Regions from separate parts of the Bicyclus anynana genome. Here region 1 is linked to region 2. Evidence: chromatin contacts called from public Hi-C data. All regions are on one chromosome and are shown on one strand. Each heading gives the region's core, a stretch centred on a gene start, on an enhancer-like site or on the middle of the called end of the contact. The rest is flanking DNA. Distances are from core to core; before and after follow the strand shown.

The links. A called contact is a pair of places that touch in the nucleus more often than the background predicts.
Region 1: a Hi-C map of whole body shows a contact between it and region 2, with 1.6 times the contacts expected there. The contact joins two enhancer-like sites. A contact is called at or near these places in 2 of 2 Hi-C or Micro-C datasets (whole body and whole larva).

What each region holds. Positions count from the first base shown.
Region 1 is chr24:4,409,073-4,415,052 of ilBicAnyn1.1, forward strand. No RefSeq gene overlaps it. Among protein-coding and RNA genes, the nearest start is that of LOC112052966, 27 kb to the right of the region's middle. Within about 2 kb of position 3,344, at least 8 of the 8 cell types and tissues checked have open chromatin away from gene starts, as enhancers often do.
Region 2 is chr24:4,332,008-4,337,335 of ilBicAnyn1.1, forward strand. No RefSeq gene overlaps it. Among protein-coding and RNA genes, the nearest start is that of LOC112055271, 12 kb to the left of the region's middle. Within about 2 kb of position 1,889, at least 3 of the 8 cell types and tissues checked have open chromatin away from gene starts, as enhancers often do.

The DNA.
Region 1 (5,980 bases), core at 2,094-4,593, 79 kb after region 2:
TCTGGATATTTACAAAATAAATAAGATTATAAAATTTCAAAATCTATTAAAAATCTTTTATCGTAATTAGATGAAAATTCATACAGTTTTAGCTTCCTTACATTAAATGTGACATTTTTTAATAAATTAACTATAAACATAAACGCAGAAATAACAAACATATTAGTAATTTTGTTTAAACGCCCATACAAATCTAACGATCATTAATTGCCTACGACGTCATAATTTCGTCCATTTTGTATGGGGCGTTTTTCAGGGATCCGCGGCAGCGCCGCAAATCTGACCCCTTAAATCCCTGTAGGTCAGAAAGTAATGATCGCAGATACCCTGTTACTTTTACAAAATTGCTTTACTATTAGCATACTCTTAATTTATATGCAATTTAAAAAACTGTCATCATCCCTATTCTGAATTTAAAATACTTACTGCTAAATTAGAAACACTTAAAGCAGTAACCCTACATGATGCAGTTGTCACATTTATAAATTCAAATGGGGGAATTGCAACAGTCTGAAACTGTTCCCTGATACGCTAACGGTGTTTTTCGAATGCACCATCACGTGGCATTAAATGTGCTATACTGAAAGTGTGATGAAACTTTCCATAGTAAAACGGAGTGTTCACTATAAATATACGGGCCTTGAGTGGAGTATAGAATTTAGGCAAAGTAGGTAAAGAGTTATTCTAGAATTCACGTTGTATCAAATGTGCTTTGTTTATGTAGGTGTCGAAATTTTCCGTTGTAAGTTTGTTTTAGGATTTTTAAGCATTGAAAACTCAAGAGGTTTTTCTTTTTGCGTAGGGGTAAGAAAGACCGACTTTTTACAAAGTTTAAAGGAGCGTTTACTTGAGCGGATGGATAATTTAGGCACATTAGGTGTAGAGAATACTAGAATTCACATTGTATCAAATGTGCTTTGTTTATGTAGATGGTGTCAAAAATTTTTCGTTGTAACATTGTTTTAGGATTTTTAAGCCTTTATAGTTTTTACTCTATGTATTATTTTTTTTTATTCTTTACAAGTTAGCCCTTGATTACAATCTCACATGATGGTAAGTGATGATGCAATCTAAGGTGGAAGCGGGCTAAATTGTTTGGAGGAGAATGAAAATCCACTCCCCTTTCGGTTTCTACAAGACGTCATACCGGAATAATAAGTCGCTGGGCGGTACGTCTTTGCCGGTAGGGTGGTAACTAGCGACAGCCAAAGCCATACTCGGACTTTTTAACCCGCGACGCAAAGAGGGGTGTTATAAGTTTAACACGTCTGTTTGTGGTGTTTAGCTCCTAAACGGATGAAGCGATTTCAATTAAGTTTTCTTTTTGTGTTAAAGGTGACTTATGTGCAAGTGTTCTTAGACATGTTTAATGAAAAACGGTTAAGCCGTTTTTTTTTCTTTACAAATTAGCTCTTGACAACAATCTCATATGATGGTAAGTGATTAGACATGTTTAATGAAAATCGGTTAAGTCGTTTAAAAATTGAATGTGATCATGTGAAAGTGGCGAAGAATAACCGAATGTATGCAAATATACTCAATATTTGCAGACATTCGGTTCCGAAATCTCAAATGAAAAGGCACTGAAAGAGGATATTGACGACTTGATCGAGAATGTAATTAATAATTTTATGAACTTCCGGGGTTATAAAAACATGTAAATAATATTATGTTATTTAAATCACCGAAAGGTCGCGGTTGGATTACCGCCCGTTGGACTATTGTCGTAATTCTTACATAGTCTATTCAGACTAATTGGAAGAGAACAGAAATATTGATCATGTTTAAATATTACTTTTAAGACTATCAGTATTTTAGACAGGGCACATGGCACATAGTTAGAAAAACTGATGGACGCTGGGGTCCCAAGGTGCTGGAATGGCGATCCCACAACGGAAAGCGGAGGATCCCCCACATTGGCGTATCTATAATTATTTCCTGGGGGGCCTGGCCCTCGACCAAGAGTGATTGTTATTATTTGACATTTTACTCTTTTCTTGGAAAACTATAATATTTTGGAGTCCCTAATAGAATTCCATATTGGTATCAAATAGCACAGGACAGGGACAATTGGACATCTTTAGAGGAGGCCTTAACCCATTCTGGGGTTCTTGCGTAATAAAATCAAACTATAAATGTACTAACATATATTTAAGCTTTTACTAACCAAATTAATTTAGACTAGCTGACGCCACGCGGTTTCACCCGCGTTCTCGTTCCCGTAGGAATACGGGTATAATATATAGCTTATAGCCTTCCTCGAAAAATGGGCTATCTAACACTGAAAGAATTATTCAAATCGGACCAGCAGTTCCTGAAATTATCGTGTTCAATCAAACAAACAAACTCTTCAGCTTTATAGATTAGTATAGATATAGATTACTAACATAAATAATCATATCTATTTCTGCATAAAAATTTTAAAAGAAATAAAAGGCTTTTTATTTATTTATTTATTTTATTTTATTAATAGAATTCTAAATCGGTAGCCCAGAATTCTAGGGTGGGCACAGGACCAGGGCCCTCCCCCTATTTACACCAATTATCCCCCACTAGGTAGACAGAGAACATCAAGCGGGTTGCAGGGAGCTGGTGGTCAATAGGCCTATGTCCAGCAGTGGACGTCCATCCTGTTATCGCCGCGTTGGCCGCTTTTAAATTTACATGTTTTTAATAAATAGTGTAGGAAATAGTAGTCTGTGACGGATGTGACGTCGCTCGATCTCGTGTTGGCTTCAGTGTGCTCGTGGCGTTCGAGCCGTCCACATCTCTTGTTGTGTAATTTTTTATGGGTTACTTGGGATATGCGGGGAGAGTGACTTGAGTGTAAACGGGGAGTGTTTGATATCAGTCAAAGGATCCTTTAACCCTACACACATCGTTCACAAGTGCGTGACTCCACTCAATGACATTCTTTGCCATTCTAGGGTCTTATTTTGGTTACAGTTTGATTTGTTAATTAAGTTTTCCTGACAAGTGTTGTGAATCATAACCTTTGTTCGACATTAGTTTTCTCATATTTGTAATCACTTTTGAGTCCTATAATACTGCCTAAAGTTTAAGGTTGGCAACTTTAAACCTTGCACCCGATACAGATTTTATCGCGAATCATTAAGGTTACGATGCGCGTGAGTGAGTTGCCCCCATTTCCTAACAAATTAGCAGACCAATCGCCTAATTGATATCAGACCGACCAGGAAGTATCTGCCGCTTAACCATGTCTACCCAACCAACTACCTAAATTAAACCTTATTTCAAAACAAAATAGAGTTCAATATCTAATAAACAATTGATGTGGCTTTAAGGCGTTGTTCCTTCCAAGTATTAAATTGCTCCAAGCTCAATGATCCCACTTCCGCTATAATTCAAATTGCAGTTTTATTACATTAGCATAGGGTTGCTTTTCTTGTGGCGACGCTGGCGGTTGATTTGTCATTTCGTTGCAAAGTTTGACGTTTGCAAAGTTCGACGGCCGTCCTAGCCACCTCCTTAGGCACCTGCCAAGCGATCTCCGCTTTTGGTAATTAATAAAAACTGTAATTATGAAGAATCACGATGGAGGAAACAATCAGTGCTAGATTAGCTGAAATGTCCGCGGATTTTTTGTTCAACAAACACCTAGTAATTGGGTACGCCATCTTTTTGTTTGTATCAATCATCGTGTTTTGTTGACTTAGCTCAAATTGTGGAACGACTATTGGTTGATTAACTTTTTTCCAATATCAGGTAAACCCTGTGAGGATTCCTAAAGACCTACTACGACTTCATCGCCGTGGCGTTCAGTTCATAGATACAAAAATACTCTGCCTATCCTGAGGAAACATTACAAACCTGTATTGCAGAAAATCGTCTATTTAAAAACGAATTTGCCAAGATAGTGTATCTGTCATACTTTTTTACTTATTCTATGACAAGTGACCCATTTTGTATATACATACTGCCCACATCTTCTGCTTCTGCCTTCGGGCCCATCAGGCGACGCTTCTGCGAGTCTATTGAGGTCCCATAAAAGGGCCTACGGCATTTACACAATCAGAAACAAAAATTCACACTAATAGGCAAAGGCTAACCAATGGTATGAAAAATACTTGACCTCTAGGAGAGAGGCTATATAATCTAGCCTAGCAAGTTCGTTGATGACACTCCCATGATATGCGGGCGACGAGGGGAAAGACTGCGTGGGTGTGAAATCGTGCGTGCGAGGAAATAAGTTGCATCGGTCGTGGATTTTTCATTCATCGCTACACGCCCCCCGGCCCGCGTGGACCATCGGGAGTGTTACAAACGAAGCTGCCAAGCTATAGTGAGCTATTCAAATAGAGTAATAATGACGTACGACTCTGTCCCGCGCGTACGACTTCACACCCGCGCATACCTTCCCCCCGTCACCTGCATATCATGGGAGTCTCATCAACGAACTTGCCAAGCTATACCCTATCTCCATCAATCTGATATAGATGTATAAGTTTATGTAGCAATGCAATTTCACCTTCAAACGTACCTATAAAACATAAGACGGCTTGGCGGCAAATGTACGCACGACATAACTTTCCCAGACGAGTTCTATCACAAATGCGAGTAGCTTAACTACTCCATTCTATGATAGTCTGAGATTTGTATTAGAAAGGACCTTCACCCATCAGTTTAATGGATGAAAAGTGAAAATATTAAAAGGAGGTGGTCCAAAATTGTATGGAGCCCAGGATCAGTCATTGTACCCTGATAAAATATGACGGAAATAAAAGAAAATATTTTTTTAAACTATTTTTTATTATACAAATCTACGAGTTTACTTTATTTCTTTCGAAATTTTATACATTCTCTCCCAAGAAATGCAATACTGATATGGGTAATAATGGCGGATTGATGACGTTTTCAATGCATATATTTGATTCGACGTTTGCTGTCAATTGTCATCTTGATGTATCTCAAAAACTTGGACTTCACTCATTCAATTTTTTATAAAATCCTTCTATTTTTAAAATTTTAATGATAAATTAACATTAATAGTGAATATGAACTCATATGAGCTGCTGCTGGCTTATTCACTAATTTGGTCTTTATTAACAACTTATTAAAATAAACATCAAATCAATGTCATCTACCTACTGTATGATATCTACGAAGGGTTGTCAGAAGCCACTGGATTACATTTGTTACATAGAGTCTTAATTTCGTATAATTATGTTAACTAACATACGTCAAAGTTAGCGAATTAGCTTGCTCAGAATTACTAACAATATCTATGGTACCTATATATGCATATATATGAAGCCTCAATAGCTCAACGGTAAGAGCGGTTGGACTCATTACATTATTATGGTGGTGGTTCGATCCCCGCCCAGTTGGTCTATTGTCGTACCCACTCCTAGCAATGGGAATATTGGTCATATTATAAAAAATATGGCAAATATTCTTTAAAAAAAAAAATATTTACTCTGTAGTAAATATACCTTAGCAACTTTCAATACCTACATTTGTATTGAAAGTTAAATAGGCCAGCTGATAAGCGTAGTAGAAGAACTGGGAGGGGATTTTAGGATTTACTCGATGGTATACATAGCGGAGGATACCTTGCATGTTATTGAGTACCTCCACCGAGTATGAGCCCTCAATGTTGGTGGGTAAAACAAACTTCAACCAGCGCGTCCGACGCCAACCACCAACGGTCCGTGGTTGGTAGTTAATGGTTCGTATTCAAAAATAGAAGGGTTTATTTTGCAACTTTCTAACCCTTTCCATTTCCTCAGGTCAGATTACAGAAGCAAATGCACACTTGCTAAACTACTTATTAACTATAGTCAGGCAATTTCGTTGATAACACAACATGATATGCGGGCGACGGGCGGAAAGACAGCGCGGGTGTGAAGTCGTGCGTGCGGGGAAGTGACGTGCATCAGTCGTGGGTTTTTCATTCATCGCTACACGCCCCCCGCTCCGCGCGCAACATTCGTGTTACGAACGAAGTTGCCAAGCTACA
Region 2 (5,328 bases), core at 639-3,138:
GATTCCGGATCCGTAGGTCATCACTGGCAACACGCACTGTTCGAAGACTTTCGTCTTCAACATTTATTTCTTATCTTAAATAAATAACAGATGAGGATATATATTCGTTATACCGGATCTTAGACTAATACATCCTCTTGTAAACTATTTGGCATTGCTATATGTCGTAAAAGTATCGTTGTAATTACGCAATAACATTTAGTGACGTCAAACTTGTCATTCATTACGTGGAAACAGTTCTACAAACTTATCAGAGTTTACAAATGCGTGACCCAGTCATCAATGAATGAAATATAAAAATATGAGGAAACAAATGAAATGACTCAGTCGGTGACATTGCGATTTCATAACCGTCCGCGTATTCGAATGTAAAATAAAATGACTTTATAGATAGCTACAGTCGCCTCGCCGTGTATGTCCTGTGGGAGTATGGGGATAAAATACAGCATATGATACTCACACATAACGTGGCTTTCTAGTGGTAAAATAATTTTCAAAATTAAAATACTTAGCACCTAATTAATTGTAAACAGTTATTAAGAAGAAATATTGATAGGCTTTTTTATATTTATTTTATTTAAAAAAATCATACATAAGTTAAGTAAACTTGAGGGTAGAGCATAATATGTTTGGAATCTCAGCTGTACAGTCAGAGAGGATATCAATTGTTGCAAAGTGTGCTAGTGATATAATGTGTGATACAAATGAAAAGTTCGAGGTAATGAATGAGTCAGTGCATTTCATAACCAGCAGTTTGTCAACACTTCTATCTGTATCTGACTGTACTTTATTCAAATTGCAAAAACAAACAGACCAAAACATCCTCATATTTCTCATCATCAACATCACATCAGTTGAGGTTTATTAATTAGATGAAAAGTATTTTAAATAAGAAATTTATTTTAGAAAAAATAATTTTCCATCAAAATTTTTTCGTCGCTTTCTTTTCTATTAATTCACTCACATATCAAGCATTTATTATCACAACTGTACTAATTTAGAAACTTCTTTCGATTCTACATTTTAATGCCATTTTTCTCCATTTTTATTGAATAACATGTCATTGTTACATGTAAGTCACATCCAGTAAGCTCTAATAAATGTTTCGTTGAAACTAGTCGTGTCTACGTAACAAGCATGTAATTTTGGAACTACCCGCATTTATAACAATTATTTGTACGTATGTGTAATTAAAATATAAAATGTGTACACTCATAAATAATTGTCTTAGTTTAGTTAATTGTATTTCTCATATAAGAGAATTTTATTTTTAAAATGTCGTTCCCGATCTTTATCATTAACATCTGATCATCATCATCATTATTGACAACCCATGTTCGGCTCATTGTTGAGTATGAGTCTCCTCTCATAAAGAGAGGAGTTAGGCTAATAATCCACCATGCTGGCCCAATGCGGATTGGCAGATTTCATCTAGAGAATTAAGAAAATTCTCGGGTATCGGGCAGACTTCTGCACGATGTTTTTACTTCACCGTTTGAGACACGTGATATTTAATTTCGTAAAAAAGTTATTCATGCCCGGACTGGATTCGAACCTACGCCCTTCGAATCGAAGGCAGAGGTCATATCCACTGGGCTAAAACGGATAACATCTGATAGTGGTCGTTAGTGAATTTAACATTATCAACCCTAAACCCAGAAACCCGCATTAAAGTCCTAGTCCTAGTCCTAGTCATAGTCCTAGTGGATCAAAGCTCCATATCCCCTTTCCTTTATGGAGGGAGGCCTAGCCATAAAGAAGATTTGCACTGCCTTCAAATGCTACTAAAACAAAATTATAAACCGCCAAATTGTAAAACACGCTATAGTTCATTCACACTGCTCCGAATGTCATATCACCCGTTCACGGCCGCATTGCTTTTAGGCAAATTAGGTGAAAGGTGAACGAACCCGCCGAATCATTTCCCCGGCCGTTGACTCACTGCGATTACACTGCTATCATTATTGGCCGAATTTCTAACGGCGACATTCGGAATTCAAATGTGACGTTTGAACGTTTGAAATTCGAACGTCGTGCGCGAGAAGTTTTCATATGGAGATCGCTACTCGCAACAATTATAAAATAGCTTAGTTGCTATGAATATACGTAAAATAATTATTTATGGCTGCTAAATCACTCTCTTTATTAGTGCAAGAATTTTTCAAATCGGTCAAGTAAGTACAGTTTTAGTTTTGCGTTACAATCAAAAATACAAACTTTTTATATAAAATTTCTCGTACTGCGTGCGCTTGCTGTGCGTGTATTGTCATTTTACCACAAAATTAGTAATTTTATGTTAAAATGAAAATAACGAAATTAATATGTCACTAACTTTGCACCGCCTTCAAAGTTATCAGAAGGCACATACGATGTTATTTTTTCGCTTTTTAGTTTATTTTTGTGATTTTGAAGTCAGTTATTTTTTTTTGTTAAAAAGATTTTATTTTTAATATTAGGGTAGTTTTGTGGAAAGATTTGTGTGTTTGTTTGCAATGAATACTCTGAAACTACTGAATTGATTTGAAAAATTCTTTCACTGTTAGGAAGCTACACTATCCCCACCGAGTGCTATAGACTACATTTAATATACTTTGTATTCCGACGAGAATGGGAACCATGGAAAAGGCATTTGGTGCATTCCAGTGGCTTTCATTTTTTGATAGCAACCGCTTTAGCAAATAGCTCGCAATCCAGTTACCAATATTAAAATCTTTTTAAATATTGTTACATTGAATTTGCGTAAATTAAAATCCCATAGTAATTACGTGTAATATTCCACGCTCGATCATCCGTAATCGTAAATTGAATAAAAAATTAATACTTTGTACAATTTGATATGAATAAAAAACTGCTAAAATGTAACCACTTCATGAATTTAAATAAATAGTTAGTAACAGGCCGTCTTTTTGTACATTTTTTTTTAAATTAGTATCTTTTCAAGTTAGCTTTCCGCGTATGTTTTTTTTATGTTTCTCATAACTTCGTCATTTATTAACCAATTTTGAAAATTCTTTTTTGTTTGAAAGTTAAACTTACAGTGGTCCCATTTCATTTTCATAAAAATCGGTTAGTAATTACCTATGTGTTAAAATCAAAATAACTGAAATTCGTCTTTGAAGTCGATTCCATTTTTTTGTTATAAAGATTATATACAAGCACTTTTGAAAAGACAGTTAAGTCGATTAGCAAGTACCATTGGTAAGTTCCATTGGTAAGATAGCAGATTTTATCGAGAAGAATAAAAATTGTTGAAAAAAAGACGGAAAATAATAAAAAAGCGGCACTGGGCCGTTTGGAAAAAATAACGGATTTTCATGCAGTTTTCAGTAATTAAGGTAAAATGATCCGTGAATAAAGGTTCTGCTATATATTTTGTAACAATTTTCTGTAAATTAGTTGTAATATACATATATTTTTTATTCTTTACAAGTTATTTAAACTACAGTCTCACCTGATGGTAAGTAATTATGTTTTATATTAATTATATTAAGGTTGATATTAATCTAAGATGGAAGCGGGCTTGTTAGGAGTAGGATGAAATCCACACCCCTTTCGGTTCCTACACGACATCGTACCGTAATGCTAAATTGCTTGGTGGTATACGTCTTTGTCGGTAGGGTGGTAACTAGCCACGGTCGATATAATATAATAATTAATCGCGATTTTTATCCTATCCTACTAATATTATATACGCGAAAGTTGGTATGGATGTTTGGATGTATGTACGCTACTACTGAAGCGATTTAGCTGAAATTTTGGAATGGAAATAGATTTTACTATAGATTAACACATAGGCTACTTTTTATCCCGAAAAATCCATAGTTTCCCGAGATTTGCGAAAACTGATGATTTTGATGATATGAATGTTTGTTACTCTTTCACGCCTCGACTACTGAACCGAATTAGCTGAAATTTGGTATTAAGATATATTATAGCCTGGATTAACACATAGGCTACTTTTTATCCCGGAAAAATCCATGGTTCCCGAGGGATTTATGGGCGTCCGCTAGTATGATAATAGCTGAACGGGGTTTGCTGCGTCAGCTAATTGGCAAACTTTTTTAGATTTTTTTCCGTAACGACACACCCATCACGTGGACGGCACGGTCACGTGTCGGTCCGACAATAAACATAATCATCAACCTTATCTGACCCCACATTTTAATGCACAGATCTAACTGTACGAATAAAAAAAATGCCAGAAATGTGAAGGTAGGTCGGCTTACGGTACCATCTTTGGGCGAGGTAACTGGCACGACGAACTTCAATTTTTTTTCCATTCGCCACTACCGTTGGTGTGGAGAGTGGTAAAGTATGACTAGCAGACCTCCCGCGGTTTCACTCCCATAGCTTCAATTCTCGTATTAATATGAAGATGTAATATATCCTATGTTACTCGTTGATAATATAGCTTTCCATTGGTGTTAGAATTTTTTATATCGGTCTAGTAGTTTCGAAGCTTCATCATTATCAACCAATGTTCGGCTCACTGTTTAGCACGAGTTTCCTCTCAGAATTAGAGGGGTTACTTACGAACAAAAATCCAATATTATTTCTTTTTCGATCATCACTACAATATTCTTGTGGAGAATAGTGAAGTGTCTATAGATTTGATAACATGATGATGGTGATGACAATGATGATGAGGACATACATATAGGTACTCGTAACTAGCATACCCCCGCTGTTTTACTTGCGTAGTTCCCATTTCCTTAGGAATACGGGGATAAAATATAGCCCATGCCACTCGCAAATAACGTGGCTTTCTATGGTTAGAAGTGTTTTCAGAAATGTTCAATAAATCCAGTGATTACGCCCCACAACACCATAAACTTTACCTCTTTACAATATTAGTGTAGAGATTGTTAGTACCTATAGACTAGGAGACACCCGCAGTTTCACTCCCTTAACTCAAATTACCGTAGGACTACAGGGACAAGATTTAGCCTATGTTATTCGCTGATAATGTAATTTTGTAATGATGAAATAAATAAAAACGGTCCAGTAGAGCCTATTCGCAATTTTACTGGCAACCATACTCAACTTGAGTTCTTACAGATCGTCATAGAATGATATTGAATATATCGTTATCAACCCATATTCGGCTCATTGCTGAGCTCGAGTCTCCTCTCAGGGGTTAGGCCAATAGTCCACCACGCTGGCCCAATACGGATTGGCAGACTTCACATACGCAGAGAATTTAGAAAATCTCTGGAATGCAGGTTTTCTCACGATGTTTTTCCTTCACCGTGATACACGTGATATTTCAGTTATCAGTTTCTTAAAATGCACACAACTGAAAACTTGGAGGTGCATGCCCCGGACCGG